Linked DNA regions of Sus scrofa: region 1 is linked to region 2. A link is a contact called in public HiChIP or PLAC-seq data. All regions are on one chromosome and are shown on one strand. Each heading gives the region's core, a stretch centred on a gene start, on an enhancer-like site or on the middle of the called end of the contact. The rest is flanking DNA. Distances are from core to core; before and after follow the strand shown.

The links. HiChIP or PLAC-seq counts read pairs in DNA pulled down with a chosen protein or histone mark.
Region 1: an H3K27ac HiChIP or PLAC-seq map of skeletal muscle shows a contact between it and region 2, with 2.2 times the contacts expected there. The contact joins two enhancer-like sites. A contact is called at or near these places in 4 of 47 Hi-C or Micro-C datasets (epiblast stem cells, heart right ventricle and skeletal muscle) and 1 of 2 datasets of contacts at active chromatin or transcription factors (skeletal muscle).

The regions. Positions count from the first base shown.
Region 1 is chr6:118,836,955-118,839,882 of Sscrofa11.1, reverse strand. The region is part of intron 1 of MAPRE2 (microtubule-associated protein RP/EB family member 2); the gene reads right to left. Among named protein-coding and RNA genes, the nearest start is that of MAPRE2, 21 kb to the right of the region's middle. Within about 2 kb of position 1,327, at least 7 of the 83 cell types and tissues checked have an H3K27ac peak or open chromatin away from gene starts, as enhancers often do. A contact at or near this core is called in skeletal muscle, where this site is marked.
Region 2 is chr6:118,740,147-118,743,208 of Sscrofa11.1, reverse strand. It overlaps DTNA (dystrobrevin alpha), which reads right to left. Exons shown (of 21, transcript XM_021096252.1): 19 at 1-36. Among named protein-coding and RNA genes, the nearest start is that of MAPRE2, 75 kb to the left of the region's middle. Within about 2 kb of position 1,793, at least 4 of the 83 cell types and tissues checked have an H3K27ac peak or open chromatin away from gene starts, as enhancers often do. A contact at or near this core is called in skeletal muscle, where this site is marked.

The sequences.
Region 1 (2,928 bases), core at 78-2,577, 97 kb before region 2:
ATTTTAATGTAAATCGTCTCAAAATAAAAAGTTTAATTTAAAAAAAAATCAGATTAGAAAGCAACGGGAATTGAGCAAGATATCCCCCCCCCCTTTTTAACCTTTTCAGAGAAGAACAAAAGCCCCAAGGCAGTGGGCCAGATGGGGTCAGGAATTTGCTCCATCTTAGGCAGATCCAAGAAAAATAATCTCTCACCCACGATTTTAGCATTCAGAACTCACTGCCAGCATTTTCTGTCCAATCTTGCCTGTCTTGGAATTTTCTCTGCCGTTATTCCCTCCCTCTCCTCCATTTACCTTCCTGGCCTTAAAATTCAAAATACAGATACAAATACACACACCCCAAGCTGGAAGTGACTTCTCAGCAGCAGTTTGATACACACTGCATTTTGAAAACACTCTCTTATACTTTTGAGTTCATGTTTTCCACAAATTTCCAAAATTCCCATGTCTTATTTGCACAGGAATAGAATGTCATCCTATGTGGTTCATTGATGACAAGGCAGGTATTCTGTATTCTAACCTGGGACACAGACTATTTAGGGCCTAATCATAATCACCCCACAAAGAGGAGCTGGCAGACTTCCTCCCCCCCCCTGCCCCGCCTTAGGAGAGATGCTGTTGACTTGTACTCTTCTTTTTGAGCCCTAAGCAGTCCCTCAAATATGAGCACCGAAAGCCAGCTGCCCTCTCCTGGCTTGTCTGTTGGATATGTTTCACTTGAAAAGACCAAATATCATTGTTAACATAAGAATCAAACTCTTGCAGTTCTGTCCTGGCTCAGGGGTAATGAACCCCACTAGTATCAATGAGAACACAGGTTTGATCCCTGGCCCTGCTCATGGGGTAAAGGATCTGGTGTTGCCGTGAGCTGTGGTGTAGGTCACAGACAAGGCTCGGATCCCATGTTGCTGTGGCTATGGCGTAGGCTGGCAGCTGTAGCTCTGATTAGATCCCTAGCCTAGGAACCTCCATATGCCATGGGTACAGCCCTGAAAAGACAAAAGACAAAAAAAAAAAAAAAAAAAAAAAAAGCCCCCTGAAAGACTGTCTCCTTGTCTGGCCAAAAAACCACCAGCATACAAGATACATTAGAATGAAAAAAAGGGTTGTGAAAATATTGCCAGTCATGCCTCACCCTGGAAGGGAAGAGTTCTCTCTTCTTTGACTGCTACGTATCTGGCCAATGAGACTTCTGATCAACCAAAGGTTAAAGCATTCTACTGGCAAAGAGGCAGGAATCACTGCCTCCCCAGCTGTTCCCAGCTTTTCTGGGAAGAGGACACCACTGGGACCTGAATCCCAGTTTCCCTCCCAGGAGTTGACTCTGCTATCTTTGGATCTTCATAATAAGCAGTGTCTTGAATTCCAAACTCCCCGTAGCTGCTCGGAGAGACTGAATCACGGCAGTTGTAGACCACATCTTTTTGTGTGGGAGGTCCATGACTTTCTAGGAATAAAGCAACTTGATGCCTGAGCAGAAGGTCACAGAAGATGAATCCTTAGACCGATACCAGCCTTCCAGAGAGGCCCTGCCTCCATCACGAGATGCCCCAATTAGTGGTCTCTGGTTGAGCTCAGGGCTCTTCCAAGGGGCTCCAGAGAAAGGCCAAGAGCCTGCCCAGTTCAACTCCCCCAGGGGACCAGAGGCATGACTGCCGGGAAGCAAACAGCTGAGCACACAGCAGGGAAACCAAACCAGGGAGGTTATCCGGCAAGCAAAGGTCAAACGACACTGAATCTTGGGTAGGGAATATGGTACCAGGCATTCCTCTCCTTAGAAAAGGCAGGCTGCACATGACCCATCTTGTATATTAGAGGGCTTTTGGAAAATGACAGCTGGCTGATAAAGGGATTTTGGTGGGATCTATGAAGAATGGTAATGATGTTATAAACGTCTTTTGGTCGTGTGATTTGGGTTTCTATAAAAATAAAAGATCATCCCGAGAGACTATCTAAAGTGATAACTATAATTAAATTAAAATTCAGTCCTTTTCTTACAAAATGAGCCTAACTCCCTCTTCTAGGCTCCTCCTTCATCCATCTGCTCCTAGCTGTAGAAGTAGTTAGACTGCCCTTTCTATTCTAGAACATTCATAGTGCTAATGTAAAAAATAAATTTAAAAAGTGACACGAGACAAACTACCTTTGAGAAATGCTACATGCATTGTATTCCTGCGAAATATTTTTGATAATTTTTCACTTCTTTTGTTCATTGAAAATCTAATACCCTTGAAAAGAGAGTCGTTTAATAGAGCAGCTCCTCTGCTCACAAGTGTAATTGATAATAAAATGTAGCAGCATGTTCATGAAGCAGGAAAGCAACACAGAGAACAGTATCAGATTGTCTTAGAGTCCAGGGTTCAAATTTGTTGCTCAGGTCATAGAGGAAACTAGAACCTTGCTTTACCTGCGTCCTGCCTGTAGTTGGTTATTCCTTTGACCACCCAAAGAAGCAACATTAAAAGCATAAGAAGGGGGAGTTCCCATTGTGGCTCAGTGGTTATGAACCTGACTAGTATCCATGAGGACGTGGGTTCAATCCCTAGCCTCACTCAGTGGGTTAGGGATCTGGCGTTGCTGTGAGCTCTGGTATAGGTCACAGATGTGGCTGGGGTCCCAAGCTGCTGTGGCTGTGCTGTAGGCCAGCAAATGCAGCTCCAATATGATCCCCAGCCTGGAAATTTCCATATGCTGCACTAAAAAGAAACAGAAGTGTAAGAACATATATTTGAAGGAATAGGGCACCAAGTTTTGACCTTTGTAACTTTTTTTAACATGAAGTTCCTATCAATTCATTTGCTCAACATTTATTGAGCACATAACAGCTACTATTTACACATGGCAAGTGTGCAGCAGGTGCTGGGCTAAGTATGTTACATGCGTCAGTTCACTTACTCCCAATAACCCTCTGAGGGGTGCTCTTTT
Region 2 (3,062 bases), core at 544-3,043:
TCTGGCCGCACGTAGGGGTCCCCATCTTCTGTCACCCTGAGAATCAACCACAGAGGGTGTTTTGGAGAAAATCTTAAAAGGAAAGTATGAGTGGAAATCATGTGTTAGCTATAGTTGGGGGGGGGGGCACATTCATTTAATCCTCCGATTCACTCCTTTGCTTCAGTTCACGTTAATCCAGTATCTTCTTTGACCTAATGGAAAACATTAGAAAAGCTTTGGAAGCTGGAGAAATAGATGATCAAGGTTTTCTCCTGGGCAATTTCCTATGGCAGTCTGGGGATCAATGTTGTCTATATTTTTCTAGGGTTTTGCAGGAAGGAGTTGTCTTTTAAATGTTTGTCAGTCTTAAAAAGGGCAGGCTTGGAGTTCCCATCGTGGCTCAGCAGAAATGAATCTGACTAGTACCCATGAGGACACTGGTTCGATCCCTGGCCTTGTTCAGTGGGTTAAGGATCCGTTATTGCCGTGAGCTGTGGTGGAAGTCACAGACATGGCTCAGATCTGGTGTTGCTGTGGCTGTGGAATAGGCCTGCGGCTACAGCTCCAATTTAACCCCTAGCCTGGGAATATCCATATGCCATGGGTGCAGCCCTAAAAACAGACAAAAAAAAAAAAAAAAAAAAGCAGATTTATCTTTTTTTAAAAAAAGTACATATTTTATTTTTAAATTATAGTTGATTTATAGTGTTGTGCTAATTTCTGCTATACAGTATAGTGGCCCAGTCAGATACATATATTTATACATTCTTTTTCTCATACTATCTTCCATCATGTTCTATCCCAAGAGATTGGATATACTTCACTGAGCTGTATAGTAGGACCTCATTGCTTATCCATTCTAAATGCAATGGTTAATTTTCCCAATTTGGGGGCTTTAAACGAAAAATAGAATCAAGAACCTTTTCTCTAAGGAAAGTGAGCCCTCTAGTGAAATAATGATTAAGGATATTTGTTCATAATCTAACCCTCTTTGTGTTATGTATGTATATAGACACACGGACCCTTGTGCTTTATTTTTATGGTAGAATTAAGTCTCAGAATATCAGCTGATTGATGTCAGGAAGATTAATACTCTAACCCATAGCTCTTGATCTTAAAAATTTATACTAGCTCTGGGAGTTCCTATTGTGGCTCAGCGGAAAGAAATCTGACTAACATCTATGAGGACGAAGGTTCGACCCCTGGCCTTGATCAGTGGGTTAAGGCCGTGAGCTGTGGTGTAGGTTACAGACATGGCTTGGATCCCACATTGCTGTGGCTGCGGTGTAGGCCAGTGGCTACAGCTCCAATTCGACCCCTAGCCTGGGAACCTCCATATGCCACAGGTGGTGCAGACCTAAAAAGACAAAAAAAAAAAAAAAAAAAAAATTCACTGGCTCTGAATTTAGGGACTCCATTTCCACTGTCCAATTCTATGGTGAAATAAATAGATAAGAATGATCCCATCCATTAATGTGTGACCCCTCTCTCCCCATCTTTTCATCCCAGCATGTCTAAAGCTCTTCCTGGGCCTGACAAAAGATCACTACCTAAGTCATAGGACTGAAATATTCTCAGGGTAAAACACAGGACACGTTTAGATAGTACAGATATTAAAACATCCCCTAAAATAAAAAGAGTGGTCAAGTAGAAGTTTCTGGGTTGGAACTAAATGCCATTGTTCATGTTTATTTATGTCTGGATGACATGTTCTTGTTATTTTTAGAGGTTTGGGGCCAGCCTAAATAGGTCTGTGAGGCCTTAGTGAACTTTCTCTTCCCATCCTGCCTCTGCCCCCACCCCCTCCACTGCAGCCACAGTGGTAGCTGATACTGTCAATAACATGCCAGGGACAGCAGAGGGGAGTGGCTTTAGTTACAGTCTTGGATTTTAGGATTGAAAGAAAAAAATTTTAGGTCACTGCCATGTAAATGCTTAATTACAAAAAATCAAATAGATATGTACCAGACTTAAGTTGATGACAACTAATTCACTATTTTGAACAACCAACAAATCAAATAATTCTGAATTATAGAGAAAAGGATAAGAAAGGAAACTAAAATTAAAAGCAGCAGCTTCCCTCCTGCCATTTAAAATTATAACTTTTCTTTTGATCTTAGGCTTTGCCTTTTCACAGCTTGCTTTCAAATCCTATCTATTTATAATTCCCCATTATTACTGGTCTTTTACTCCCTACTTGGATGGAGAGCCAGAACACCAGAAAGGCCTCTGGTTAGTTTCTTCCTTGGGTCTTTCAAACAGCCAGTTTAGTTTCATAGACTAGTCATGTGCACTTATAACATGAAGCAGTCTCACTCCTCTGTAGTGTTTTATTTTTAAAAATTTAAAAATTTTTTTTTTGCTTTTCAGGGCTGCACCCTTGGCATAGGGAAGTTCCCAGGCTAGGGGTTGAATCAGAGCTGCAGCTGCTGGCCTACACTATAGCTCACAGCAATGCTGGAGTCTACAACCTACACTACAGCTCACAGCAACTGCAGTCCTTAACCCACTGAGTGGGGCCAGGGATCAAACCCGTGTTCTCAGGTTGCTAGTCAGATTCATTTCCACTGAGCCACAACTGGAACTCTTGCAGTGTTTTAAACTGTTTATCAATTCCCCTTTTCCAGCCTCTTGGTAAGCCCCTGCCCACATGTCTCAGAACTCCACATACTTCCCTTCCTTCATTTTATTCTTTTCCTTCCCAAGCTGAGTTCTGCAGGTCTCTCCTAGCTTTGGTTTCCTCTGCCCAACTAGTTTAAGCTGATCCAAGGTCACAGAAAGTCTAGAGGGGATGTCACTGATTCTGTTGGCTCCTGTCAAGCTACAGAAGCCTAATTGGGTGAAAATCTCTGCAAAATGTTTTTGAAGGTCAGGTTTATACATATGCAACAAATCAAGTAAATTGGATTGCTTTATAAGGAGATTTTATGCATTTGCTTATTTCAACCACAAGTATGTATATCATGATGTTTATTCCCACTCTGAACAGAGACCTCTTCAGATCACCAGGTCCTTTATTTTATTTATTTATTTATTTTTTGTCTTTTGTCCTTTCAGGGCTGCACCTGCAGCATAGGGAG